Linked DNA regions of Mus musculus: region 2 is linked to region 1. A link is a contact called in public promoter capture Hi-C data. All regions are on one chromosome and are shown on one strand. Each heading gives the region's core, a stretch centred on a gene start, on an enhancer-like site or on the middle of the called end of the contact. The rest is flanking DNA. Distances are from core to core; before and after follow the strand shown. Region 1 holds the start of Dmrta2os (a long non-coding RNA gene). Region 2 holds the start of Foxd2 (forkhead box D2).

Region 1 (6,977 bases), core at 3,963-6,462:
CTAGAGGGCTTAATCAGTAAAGACTGGAGAAAAATGTCTCGTGTGCTGGCGTCCACGCCTGCGTCCAAGCAGGAACAGGAGCCACTATGGTGTGGGAAAACGCTTGTCAGGAATGCCTGCCTTCGGAGACACTGTCTCCCAAGGCGCCTACTTCTTCCTCCAGCCCCTTCCCAGGTGTAGAGTTTGAGCCAAACCAACGGAATCCAGAGCTTTGGAAAGGGGTCTATACGGGAGGGGCAACTCCGTCCCGGAGCCACCGGTTTGGGGATAATTACTTTTAATGTCAGAAAGATTTAGTTTAATATCATCTCTATTAGGCTGCCGGGAGGGTAATTAAACGGGACGCGTCGCAGCCGGCAAACAGATGGCGTCTGCTTGCTCCGAGGCCGCGGGCAAACAGCGCAAAAGTCAATGCTTCCCAGGTCCCCCCATTGATACCCGCAGCCCTTCTCCTAGTCGGTAGTACAGAATCTTCACTCTTGGGCCCCCAACCCCGCATCATCCCGGGCCCCCACCTGGGCCTTCCCTCTGGGCCTCTGCTGTGGAGTGGCCGTGAGTGATAGATGGCGTGGATCGAGCGTGAGGGTGTGGAGGACTTCTTGGCTGGGTGCACACACCCCATCCCCACCCACCGGGCAGACTCATCAGCAGATGATTCTGAGCTGAGGACACTTCTGAAAGTGTGAGCTGGGTCCTCACTGTCAGTCACTTCCTTTGGAGTGGCTTCGGTCTTGAGCTTTTTCTGCCCGGGTCCCGGCAGGCGGAGAAGGTCTGGGGCGCTATGCACTAGCATAATATTGCCTGAGGATATGCCCAGTGCTGAGTGTGCATACTCGCGACCTGGTTTGGCTGGGTCCACAGGCGAACATGCTTAAGAGAGCACACTGTGGAGTTAAACTTTTTGAAAGGGTCCCTTAGGTGGGAGAACGTCAGAGGTGAGCGCACCCCCCCCCCCCGTGTGTACATGAAAGGTGTGTCCGACCCTGCACTGAGGTCCTAAGGGTGGAGTTCTGTTGGGATGTGCGTGGTGGTGGTGGTGGTGATGATGATGGGTCTTCCTTGTCCTCCTGTTGGATATGTGCTCCCTAAGGCTAGCGGCTTAGCTGGGTCACTTCCAGTCCTCTCCATTTTGGGCAGGGCTCCTATCAGCAGAAGCTAACATCAGGAAGGGCCTGGGAAGCCGACAAGGGCATGGTTCTCTCAGTCCAGAACAAGCCTTTTTTTTCCTGATTCCTTCCTTAATTCTTCACGTGAATGCCCCCATCGGCGACTTGGGAAAAGAGAGCTTGGAAACTCAGACCCGGGGAGATATCAACTAGAGGAAAGAGCATCCGGATCGGGGTACACCCTGTGGTTTGGCCTGAGCTGTTTTGCAGGATGCGATACCTCCTGCCTTTTAAGAAAAGGAAGTTCAGCCCGGCATGGTGGCTCAGGACTTTAATCCCAGCACTGGAAAGGCAGAGGCAGGCGGATCTCTGTGTGTTCAGAGTCCAGCCTGGTCTACAAAGCGAGTCTAGGCAGGGCTTGTTACACTATGAAACAACCCTGTCTGTGGGAAAGGAAGAAACAAAACAAGACAAGACAAAACAGGTTCGATCCAGCTCAAAGCAAGAGCTGGGGTTCCGGTAACCGTTGTCGTCTCCATCTAAGTGTCAGGACATCTAAGTGCGCAAGCCTCAGGTGCGAGAAAAGTTAGGCCACCCTTCCCAGAAAACTAAGCGGATCTGGTTAGGTTATTTTGTTTGGGGGTCCACATTTTTTTTCTGAAATATTCCCCCCAAAAGCTCTAAAAGCAGGCGAGTAGAAGCCTCGCGTGGAATCTGGCAGCACGCGAAGCCTCCCTGCCCCTCCCTCCCACAGGCCAGCACTCAGGCATAGTCAGAGTTATTCTACCCTCTGGCCCCTGGAGATCTCGAGACCCTTAACTCCCTATCAAATCCTTTCTCCCGGCTCTGGAGAACTTTCCCTGTGGCGGGCACCAGGCTACTATTCTATATTATTCGTGTCCAGGCTCCTTTGAAACAGGCCTGGCGAACTTTCTGGAAGCTGTCTGCTAGATTCTGAGGCTCAACGCCCCTTCTTATCTCCCCCAGTCGGATCCTCAGTTGGCTCCTTGGGCGGAGCGCATCCTGACCCTTGCAGGACCATGGTTCTGTTTTGGGGTCCTGCTGATCTCCTCTTCTTTCCAGTCCCAGTCGCGGGTCCTCCTGAGGCAGGCTCTGGGTGCCTAGCAGATGACCGTCTGCAGTGGCAGAGACCCGACTTCCGACGCCCAAGGGTTTCTAAAAATCAATGCCAAAACGCACGGCAGGGATCGGAAAGGGAGTAAGGAGATAGTTTCGCATTTCATTTAAACGAATTTTCTTTACTCTGAAGGAGAAAAGTAGAAAGCAAAAATGAGAGTAACAGAATGTTAGCCTCAAAGGCAAAGGAAAAGTCCGAGCTGGAGGGTGACACAGTCCAAGGATTTAAACATCAGTAACAGATGGGAATAACTAGGAAGAGATACAAAATTCGAACTTGTTACCTCCTCCGCAGACCCAAGGGGGTTCTCGGGCCGTGACGTCAGCACGGGTCGAGGAAGGCCAAGTCAAAGCAGGTCCAGTGCCCTCGCCCCCTGCGGAAGTCTTGTGGGCTGATGGGTCTGACCGTCTGGCCGGTTCCTCCAGCCTCCAGAGGATCTGGGGAGTCGCAAAGGCGGCTTTTTACTTTGGCTTTAAAAAAAAAAAGTTACAAGTAAACTTTGTTAATTTCAAACAGCCACAAAAAGAATTCCACAAAAAAGGGCAGCAAGATGCAAAGAAATTCGGAAAGGCAAGGAGGGCACAGGGGGCCGAGGGAAAGGGCAGGGGCGCAGGGAGAGGAGAAGCTGCAGCGCTTGGACCCACGTTCCTCCCGGGGCTCCTAGCTTGAAAACACAAATCCTTACAAATCGCACTTACCACTCCGTGACGCCCACGGTGTCAGGACTTTGCAAACGAAGAAACTAAGCATTAAAGGTGATAGAGGGCGGGGGAAGGGAGCAAACCGGCTCTCAACTACCTCGGAGCCCGTCGGACGTGGAAGCACACGGTCACGGTCAGAAGGAAGCCAGCAAAAACCATCTTGGCAAGTCTGCGGTGAACGCCCTCCCTCCCCCACCCCGGCACCCGGGTTCCACTCCCACTTCGACAGCGGTAATTGAATTGTCACCTGCTCCTGTCCCGCCCCAGGCCTCCGGGGCCACTTGGGAAGCTAGGCCTTGCCAAGCGCCCCGGGCCAAGGGAGAGTGGCTCAGTGGAGCCGGAGCCCCAGGAGTAGAGGGGTTACACACGTCTACGCGGAGAGGCGCACCGGACACGGTAATTAGGAGCAATTCACACGCTCTCGGGCGCACGGAAACTTCTTGTCACGACATTTGCAACGCTCCTCCTCGCGCACTCCTTCCCTGGCGCCCCCTCCCATCCCGCAGGCACTCAGCAGAGCGTGCGGAGTTTCGAATCTTTCGGACACTGTAGAATGAGGGGCTCCCCGGGCGCGGGCCCGGCCAATCAGAGCGCCGACTGTCTCCCCTGGCCAATGGCAGGCGCCACATTGTTGTCCAATTCTGTCTAATGGAGCCCTGAGGAGCAACAATAGAGCGGGCGAGCGGCTCATTGAGAGCTGGCAGCGCCGGACTACCCGGCCCGGGGCGAGCGCAGCGTCCGGAGCGCACCGAGGGGACGCCGGTTGCAACCAGCCCGCCCTCGGCCAGGCCCCCGGCCCCGAGGCCCCTCCGGGGTGTTGGACTGCTGTGTTCCTAGAGGGGTCCGGAAGTTCGGACATGGTGGCTGAAGGAGGGTGACGTGGTCAGAGAAGGGGCCGGGGGCAGAGGGACGAGGCCAAGAGAGCCGAGGCGCGAGCCGAGCTGGGCGACGCGTGCTGCGCCAACAGAGGAGGAGCCCGGAGCTCGAGGCAGGTAGGGGAGGGCCGGCAGCCGAGCAGGGGAGGCGACCGGGTCGGTGGCCCCCGAGGGCGAGGCCCAGGCCCTGCCGGGCCTTGGGCATTGAGTGCTTGAGGGTCTGGGGGAAGAGGCCTCGGAGCACACGGTGCTCTGGGATTCCCAGACCCGGACCCCAGGAGCGGCTCCCGGCTCTGGCGGGGACCCGGGCTGCGTGGCGGGGAGTGGAGGCCGCGGCGGAAGCCAGGAGCAGGGCCTGCTGGGCCTTCTGCGGCTGCGGCGCAGGTGAGACTCTCGGGTCCCTTCAGGGTCAGTTTTGGAGGCGACTTCCTGGCCTCCTTTGAGGCCTGCTGGATTGTGCAAGTCCCAGAACCCTGGTCTGAGACCAACACTCTGGAACCTGCGCACAAGCGGGGTCCCAAGAGGTCCCAGGATGAGGAGGGCGTGTCTGAGGACTCAGTTCCTAAACTGGGAGGGGTGGGGGTTGGGTAAGAGGCATTGAGCAAAAGGACTCTGGCTCCTGCAAAGTCTAACTTTTCTGAAGATGTGCTTTCCTCTGACTACTCCAGACTAAAAGTCTAACCCCCAAGCCACAGGTTTCACCCTATCCCCGCCCTACCTTTTGCTGGAGATTTTTTTCCTAAGCAGCGCTGTCCCTCTCGGTGGACCTCAGTCCGGGTCGCCTTGTCAGCTGTTTCTGGACGTTTTTCTTGTTATTCAACTAATCTTTGAGCTAGGGTGGCCAGTCCAAAGAAAGTTTCTTCCGATGGCTTTTCTCTCTTCTCAGCTCTCCTACACTCAGTTCTGTGGAATAGAACTAACCCTTTAGAGGCTCAGACCACAGTATTTGCAGAATTCTTTTGGCTGTGATCCCAGGGCCATAAGCCGAACTTTGCCTCCAAGTTTTGTCTTCTAGTTCTTACCCTACTTCTAACAGGAAAAAATTCTTCAGTTCCTTTTTGCTCGAATTCCTCTGCTTCCACATTGAAAGCTACAATTAAGACCCCAGCCCAACCTGTTCACCTCCTCACCCCGCCTGCACATTTCTCTCCTCTTCACCTGTCCACCAAACGGGATCATTTTGCTCCTTTTTTTTTTTTTTTCTTGCTTTGCCTTTGACATCCGCTTGTTGGTCCCAAGTTTTCTCTGTAATCTGAGTCCCTTTCAGGCAAATATTTCTCTTTTCTCGACTCACCCCAATTAACCTAAGCTTTGGGCATAATATTTTCTTTCCAAATCCTCTTTACATTCAACTGCACCAATGACTTCCAAACGTTGTCTTGTTTTTTTCCCCTTGGCGGAACTACTGATTCAAACGAAATCTTACACGTGTAGTCAGATATAAGAGGTCAGTGGTGGGGGTGGGGGCGTACTTGTTTACAGGGAGCTTCCAGTTCGTTTCCCCAGCAGTTTGACAGCCACAAGTTTAGTTAAACTTGTACAACCAAAGTTTCCCAAAATGGGTTTCTGCAGGCCGTGCTTAAGCCTAGTGACTGTATTACCCTGACTCAGGTATCCCCACTTTCCCCACGCTAGGTCCAGCCATGGAGCTGCGCTCGGAGCTGCCCAGCGTGCCCGGTGCGGCGACAGCAGCAGCGACAGCGACGGGACCACCCGTGGCATCGGTGGCGTCGGTGGCTGCGGCGGCAGCTGCCGCAGCATCGCTACCAGTGAGCGTGGCCGGAGGCTTGCTGCGGGCGCCGCCGCTGCTGTTGAGGGCAGCGGAGAAGTACCCGCGGACCCCCAAGTGCGCGCGCTGCCGCAACCACGGAGTGGTGTCCGCGCTCAAGGGCCACAAGCGCTACTGCCGCTGGAAGGACTGCCTGTGCGCCAAGTGTACGCTCATCGCCGAGCGCCAGCGCGTCATGGCGGCTCAGGTGGCCTTGCGCAGGCAGCAGGCGCAGGAGGAGAACGAGGCGCGCGAGTTGCAATTGCTGTACGGCACTGCCGAGGGCCTGGCGCTGGCCGCCGCCAACGGCATCATCCCCCCGCGGCCTGCCTACGAAGTCTTTGGCTCGGTTTGCGCCACCGACGGCGGGGGTCCTGGAGCTGGAGCGCCCGCGGGGAGTGCAGGGGGCGCAGGGGGCGCAGGTGAGAGCACGGTCACACTGGGGGTGGGGTGGGGTCTGGAAGGAGGAGCCCAGGGGACACAGGGCTGGTGCGCGAGGCCTAGTGGCTTGTTCCTTCCCTGACAAAGTGCAGCTCCCTTCCCTAGATGCTCCAACTACTTAACTGTGGCTCTCCACCCACTCATAAACTCTCTGCCCTGCCTGCAGTTTTTATACTTTCTTCCTCGCCCTCACCCCAGGCCCCAAGGCAACACTTTAGCCTTACTCTTGTTAGGGGGCAGGTCCTTAGTTACTGCCCAACTCATTTAGCTGGGCCTTCTCCCCTGGCAGCCCGGAAGCCGCCCATCTGTTCTGCTCTGAGCTTCTTACAGGCCACCACTCTCTTTTCTTCCCAACTCTTCTGAAAAGACCCTGGCAATCCTTCTAATCCGCACTACTTCCCTAAGTACTGGAGACGCCCTCTTTCGTTTCTCAGCAAGATTCCTTTCCTCCAGTTCCTAAGGCATTTCTGACAAAACATTCTCTGCGTTCCCCTCGCTCTGGCTCCGTTTCTCTCTCAGGCACGCCGGGTTTCTCATAGTTGGCACTTTTTTTGCTCTTTCTCGGGTCCCTTTCCCTTGCTCTGTCTACTCTACTTTTTTGACTCGAAGGTGAGGGAGGCAGTTGGGCAATGGGACGGTCCCGGCTCTCAGACTCTTTGGAAGAAGGACATTTCTTAGGAGTTTTGAAAAATGTGGTCAAGAAATAGGATGTAATTTATTTTGTCTGTAGAGAGGCTAAGGACCTAGTCCCCTAAGGATCCCTCTCTCCAGGTTGAAGTGCCTAAGGCTCTGGCAACCTGAGTGAGTAGTGTCTTCCACATACTCTGAGGTATAGGTAGAAGTTCTGTTTGCTCGGATTGGAATCTTGACAAAGCCACTTCTCTAGGGCGGGGTGAGATGGGAAGGGAGTGGAGGTGTTAGGGCACAAGTGTAGGAAGAGCTTACTGA
Region 2 (6,509 bases), core at 2,762-5,261, 4.9 Mb after region 1:
AGACTCTTGGCATCTTGACAGAACTATGTTCACCACTCACACCTGAGCCTTGTCTCCCTGGAGACCTTTAGTGACACCTCAACAATCCCTCCCCAGTTCCAGTGTTTCCCCTCCGAATCCTGATGTACTGCACGCCTCTTCCTTCTTTCCCTGTCAGCTAAGGGATACTAGTGAGTTCTGGGTAATTTATTTTGTCCACACCCCCAAGTTCTTTGCATCTGGGTCTCTGACACTGACTTCTACTTTCTCTGTTGTTTATCTTCACTTAAGAGATAAACAGAGCCTTTGCTCTGACTCTGTCAGTTTTCTGTAAAGGCTGAAAGAATTGCCTCTTCCTGCACTCCCACATGCTTCGCCTACAAACTCAGTGGAATATACAGAAAAGGGATAACCACCTTCCACTTCACCCAAAACATTACCTTCACCCCCAATGGTTACAGATCTAGCTATTGGGAATCTCAAGCACAAGGCAGAGAGCACAAGGGTCCAATGCACCGTGGATAGTCTTAATCCGACCAGGAGGCAGGAGTTCCTGGCTGTGAACATGGCTCCAGGAACCAAGACCTTTGCCCTAACAGAGTGAACCCCCCTCACTGTTTAGTTGATCATATCCTCTAGCCCACTCAAGCTGGGTGAGGATGAGCTTTCTAACTCAGTTTGTACAGTCCCTAAATAAAGCCTTCCACTGTCAGAAGTGTGTGGGAGTGGGGGTTCTAAAGGCCCTCTAGGGGCCAAAAGAAATGCCCTCCTATTAGACAGTGACTAATAGTCATGGCACATATTCATGGACACACATAGAAACAAAAACTCAAACATGCCTGAAATACACTCCTTATACACACACGCGCACACACACACACACACACACACACACACACACACACGAACAAAAAATCCCAGGGTGACCAAGACAAATACAAAACCAAACCACCAAAATCTTCATTGAAAAGCTCCTGCACACACAGAAAAAGGAGAGTCATACAAAATATGATTCAAGAGGCATGGACTAGTACTCAGTAGCCACAGTGCTCCAGCACTTAGCACTGAAATCTGCCTAGTCCACACTAAAATCTATACTAGAAGAAGGTGAGACGTCTGGGGTGCAGTAGAAAATAGAATCCCTCTGCCCAGCCCCAGGCTTTTGCCCTTCCTTGTACCAGAGTGAAAATGAAAGTGGTCACAGGCTTCCAGAGACCTGGCCCAGTTGGAAGCAGAAGGCCCCAGCAGTGTCTAGAGCCTCCCTCCACCATCTGACTAGCTCAAAGCTTCCTTAGTTTTGAGCTTCTCACCTAGCTCTTTCTCCCTCTCCCTCTGCTGGGGAGCTTGAGGTCTTCTAGGAGAGCCTCGACAAGGACAAGGGAGTTCGGGCAATCAGATTGAACTGGTGACTGCTGCTAAGTTCACATACATTTATTCAATTGACACCAATGAAGAGGGAGAGGGAGACAATTTTTTTTTCTTCCATACAGACCATCAGACGATTTCACAGAGTCTCCGCTAAGTGGAGAAGTCTAAATCAATGCACACCAGTGGACAGAGAATGCGTTGGGGAGGGGGGCAGCCCGCTGTACAGATATTTACATATAACTATAGGAGCCCCCCCCCCGCCACAGCTCTGTGCCCTTGCCCACCCAATTCCCACCTCTCCAGACCCTCTTCTCCCACCCACTCTCATTGCCTTTAACTACAATAAATATCACAGGGCCTGGGGCAGAGGAGAAGGCCAAGAGGACCGCTAGCCCTGGATGGCTGGGCCTATGGACCACGGGAAAAGCCAAAGAGGGCTTTTTTTAAAATAAAAAATAAAATAAAAAACAGCCAAACACCAGAGAGAAAACATTTTCCTCGGGGAAATGGGCTCTGCGGTTTCTTCAAGGATTGTGGAGACCCCGTTTCACTTCTCTTAGCTTCCCGACTGTGAAGAGCCTGCCTTAGGCTTGGAGGGAACCAGCTTCCTTGAAGAACAGCAAAAGGAACCAAAAAAATTTTTTTTGAAAATTTCTCTTAAGCACAAAGCAGATAACAGATGTCTTTAAATTATAATATTGGATGAGCGGGTCTCAAAGTTGAGGAAGGAATGGGGCAGTGGGTTTTTTCAAGCCATGGGTGATTCTGGCGCGATCCAACAACCGACAGGCGTATCTCTGCCAAAGCATTCTCTGACTGTGAAAGGCGCAAAGGCAAGACACAGAGAAGGTTCCTGCTCTCCTTTTTGATGCTCAAACAGAAAAGCGGTCTCCGCTTTAAACCTATTGCGTAGATCAGGGAGGCCAGGGAGCCCGCTTCGTCCCAACTGCCGGTGACATTCTGAGCTTGCAGCTTGAAGTGCCCGATAACGCGCGACGGCCTAGGTCTGGAGACTCTTCATAAATAGACTCCCTGAATTCCGCTGGGACCGGCCGAGCTCCCCAGAGAGGTTAAGGAGTGAGGGCCTAACTGGCCCGAGCCCGGTGCGGTCAAAAGTGGCAGCCACTGAGGCCCGCGACTTTGCTGGCAAACGAGGGCCCTGAAGACAGGAGTGAGTCCCCTGGGTGCGAGAGGCGGATGTGGCCAGCCACCGGAGTCAGGGCCGGGGCAGTCAGCATGGCCAAGACTTGGGCTTGACCCCCAGGACCTGCGGCTGCGGCGAATGGCGATCCCGGAGAACCGTCGCCGCTGCCCGGGGGTGCGGCCCCGCCACCACCGTGGCCCATGATGTGGTCTATAGAAAAGGAAGGCCTCTGGCCTGTCCCCGCGCCCCCGCCACCCGCACCACCGCCGGCGTCCGTCTTGAGGCCCTGACGCAGGAGTGCAGTGGACAGGCTAGCCGCTGTGCCAGCTGCGGGGGGACTCAAGGACGCGGGGTAGAAAGCCTTGGCGCAACCCAGCTCTGCGCCTAGGAAGGCAGGCAGCCCTGCGGGGCTCGGGCCAGATCCCGGGGCAGGCGCAGGGGCCGGCGCCGAGGCCGCGCTTGCGAAGACCGAGGCCGTCGGAGGTCCGGGAGGAGGCGCCGCGGCGCGGCCCGGGGGAACTGACAGCTGGCAAGGCGCGGTGGCGGCGAAGGCGAAGGCGTGCGGGTGCGGATGCGGGTGTGGGGCCGGGCCCGGTGGAGGTGCACCGTAGGCCGGGAGCGCCAGCCCGTAGCCGTAGCCGTAAGCGCCGTAAGCGGCGAAGCTCGAGAGGAAGGCGCCAGGGTCCCCGGCCGCGGCAGCCCCGCCACGCAACAGCAGCTCCGGGTGAGGATGCGGGTGTGGATGCGGTGGCGGCAGAGGCTGCCGCTTGAAGCGCTTGCGGCGCCGCAGGAAACTGCCGTTGTCGAACATGTCGGCCGACTCCGGGTCGAGCGTCCAGTAGTTGCCCTTGCCCGGGTTGCCCGGCTCGCGGGGGATCTTAACGAAGCAGTCGTTGAGGGAGAGGTTGTGGCGGATGCTATTCTGCCAGGCAGGGAACTTCTCCCGGTAGTAGGGGAAGCGGCCGCTGATGAACTCGCAGATCTCGCTCAGCGTCAGGCGCTTCTTGGGGCTCTGCAGGATGGCCATGGTGATGAGGGCGATGTACGAATAAGGTGGTTTCACCAGAGGGCTCCGTGTCGCCGCGCCCCCCGACGGCGGCCCGGGTCCCGGCCCCGGCCCCGTTGCGCCTCGGGCTGCCTGCACGCCGGGCCCCGGGCTTCCCGCTGCGGCCGCCGCCCCCCGGGGCGCTAGAGCGCGGGGCTCGCAGTCAGAGCAACCTCCCGACTCTTCCTCGTCCTCAGCCACGTCCGCCTCGGCTTCCTCCGGGGGAGGCTCGTGGCCGTGAGGGAGCACGTCCCGAGGGGCGCGGGGCCCGGAGCGGGCTGTGAGCTCCCCCCCACCGCTGCCGCCGCCCACCACGTCTATGTCTGCGTCGGGCTCAGACAGCGCGGCCGGGGAGCTCTCGGAGGACATGATCTCGCAGCAGCAGCTGCCCAGGGTCATGGTGCCGCCGCCGCCGCCGCCGCCTCCTCCGCCGCCTCCTCCGCCGCCGCTCTCCGGCTCCGCTCGGCCCGCGGCTCCGGCTCCGCCGTGCTGCCTCTCCGACCAGTGTGTTTTGCGCGCGGGCGGGGAGGGGGCGGAGGACAGGGAGGGGATGTCCCCTAGCTCCTCAGCGCCCCCTGGTGTTGAAACTCTAGGACTTTCACCCTGCAGGGCGCACCCAACCGGTGCTGCCCCGGGACTAGAAAACCAGGCACTGGAGAAGAGCAGTAAAGCAGCCCGTTACTCGGTCGAATCTGGGCTTCTGGGCCCCTAGACACATAAGTGGGGCTTCAGGAGATTAGTCCCTCCCGCCTGGTGGCAGCCTAAGGCGGAAGAACTGTGGGCCCGGGGCGGAGCTCTCTGGGCAGGGTGGGGCGGGGAAGGAAGGGGGCGGGCAGAGGTCCTCTGCTCCCGGGCCCGGCGGGAACAAACTGCCGCGGTGGCGGGAGCTAGGCTCGCTTGGCTGGAGGCGGGTCATCCTTCTCCTCGCAGCTCCCGCAACCCCGTGGCTCCCTGGAGCCACCACCACCTTCAGTGCGCTCAGTTACTGGAAGTCAAAGCTTATGCCGGCGCAGCTGCATCTGGTGGTGGCAGTGGCTACAAACCTCCTCTCCTCATCTCCCCAAGGCGGCGCCCGGGCCACCCGGGCCGAAGCGCGGATGGATCGCCAGTGAGCCGAGATGGCCAGACCGACGCCGCGGACAAGGACCTACTGGAGGCTAAGGGAGTTCTGGAGGACAAGTGAAGAGAGTGATCCAGAGGAACAAACTCGGGCGCCGGAAGATCCTACTCAGATAGGTGAGAAATGTCTGCGGTGGTCCTCTCTTTCCCCTCCAAGGCCCTGGCCCTGCCACTGTCCCCAGGAAGACCGTCTGCTCTCACTCCTCTTAGTGATTCGTCTCCGCATTCGCCGCATTCTCCGCACACCCACAGGTCCTTAGCTTGGGTTTGCAGGATTGATTTTTTTTTTTTTTTTTTTTTTTTTGTCTCAGCATCTCAATCTTTATAATTGTCTCTCTTGACCCCCGTGCATATCCTGCGGAAACTGAGTTTTCCTGGATGTTTGTTCCTAAGTCTAACAATCCCGCTCTTAATTTCCGGATTTAGAGACTCTTACAACAGAACTCTCACGGAGATGTCCCCCCGAAGAAACTTAACCTCATCCCTGGGCCAGTGTTGCCCTTTTATCTGGGGACTTTCTCCACAGAAGGTTGGTCCAGTATGCTTTTTCTGCTAGCCAGATTCTTTTGCCCATCTTTATCCCTCTTCCCTACTCTTCCTCTAGGACCCAGAAACAAGTTGCTCAGGTTTATACTGAGCCCATTTCAACCTCTTGGGGCTGGAAGGGATTGGGAGAAGGTAAGAACTGGACAGAGGCTGGCTGTTGCCTCAACAGCGCCTCACAGTGGCCAAGGCTCCAGCATAGGGGGCCTCAATACCTGCTGTGCACTCCCAGCGCTCTGTGACCCTCCTTAGGTAACTTCCTTTCAGGGCCCTACTTTCCTGGTGTGCACCGCAGGATTAAGAGCAGGACCGGGGGACTTAAACTGCTGGGATCCCAATTTTGGTTTCACCAGTTTCCAGCTGTCTCACCTGGCTAATTTTAATCTTTTTGCCTGACTCTTCCTCTAAAATAAAATTTAAAACACCTACCTCAAGCCTGACACGATGGTTAGCCCTTGCTTAAGTAACTTCAGCATTCAGAATGCTGAGGCGGGAGGTTTGCTTCAAGTTCTAGGCCAGCCTGAGCTTCAGATGAGACCCTGACTCAGAATCAAGTAAGTAAATAAAGTAAGATGAATTTACCGTGTGACCAATATGTAAAGGTAGCCATCGAAGGCCACTGATTGCGTAGACTCTGGGTGCCCTATTCTCTGGGAGGGAAGGTGGTCAGGGAAAATGTGGTCTCCCACCTTGTAGTACCATCTACAGTAACATCTCTAAACCATGTGCTGAAATGTGTGTGTGTGTGTGTGTGTGCGCGCATGTGCGCGCATGGAGGGTATGTGGAGGATAAACTGGGAGTAAGGCAGTGAGGAGGAAATTTGCTGAATGTAAGCAAAATGTAAGGATGGGTGAACCCCTTTATCTAACTGCAACCTTCATTGATGAAGGCAGGGATTCTCCAAGCCCCCTCTGGAACCTCTGAAAAAGGGGATCACTTAGTGTGTTGGGTCTGCATAAACCAAGTATTCCTGGGGAAAGGAATAGGTCCAGCACTCAAAACAGGGACAGTAAATTGAACAGACTAGTGGCCCTGGAAGTGGAATGTTCTGGCAACCACTTGCATACTTCAAGTTTGCTTTGCTTAATGGAGTACCCTCTCTCCCACGAGATTCCACTCAGATACTCCACACCACCAACCACATCCTTACTCCTCCCCAGCTCGTCTCTGCCAGCATCCCAATAAGTAAAGAGAAAACTAACATTGGGGGGCTGGTGAGATGGCTCAGTGGGTAAGAGCACCCGACTGCTCTTCCGAAGGTCTGAAGTTCAAATCCCAGCAACCACATGGTGGCTCACAACCACCCGTAA

The links. Promoter capture Hi-C pulls out the DNA fragments that hold promoters and counts their contacts.
Region 2: a promoter capture Hi-C map of embryonic stem cells shows a contact between it and region 1, with 9 times the contacts expected there. The contact joins the promoter of Foxd2 here to the promoter of Dmrta2os in region 1. A contact is called at or near these places in 8 of 39 promoter capture datasets (cranial neural crest, embryonic stem cells, frontonasal cranial neural crest and 3 more), 32 of 484 Hi-C or Micro-C datasets (B cells, LSK cells, cerebellum and 11 more), 3 of 115 datasets of contacts at active chromatin or transcription factors (embryonic hindbrain and embryonic stem cells) and 1 of 9 other capture datasets (embryonic stem cells).

What each region holds. Positions count from the first base shown.
Region 1 is chr4:109,974,400-109,981,376 of GRCm38.p6, forward strand. It overlaps Dmrta2os (a long non-coding RNA gene), which reads right to left and starts at 5,213. Exons shown (of 4, transcript XR_868017.3): 1 at 4,539-5,213; 2 at 2,943-4,387; 3 at 2,528-2,714; 4 at 1-2,370. Dmrta2 (doublesex and mab-3 related transcription factor like family A2) reads left to right here and starts at 3,626. Exons shown (of 3, transcript NM_172296.2): 1 at 3,626-3,937; 2 at 5,456-6,010. The coding sequence starts at 5,464.
Region 2 is chr4:114,904,887-114,911,395 of GRCm38.p6, forward strand. Foxd2 (forkhead box D2) reads right to left here and starts at 4,012. Exons shown (of 1, transcript NM_008593.3): 1 at 1,394-4,012. The coding sequence starts at 3,935. The coding sequence ends at 2,457. Foxd2os (forkhead box D2, opposite strand) reads left to right here and starts at 4,371. Exons shown (of 4, transcript NR_030721.2): 1 at 4,371-4,772.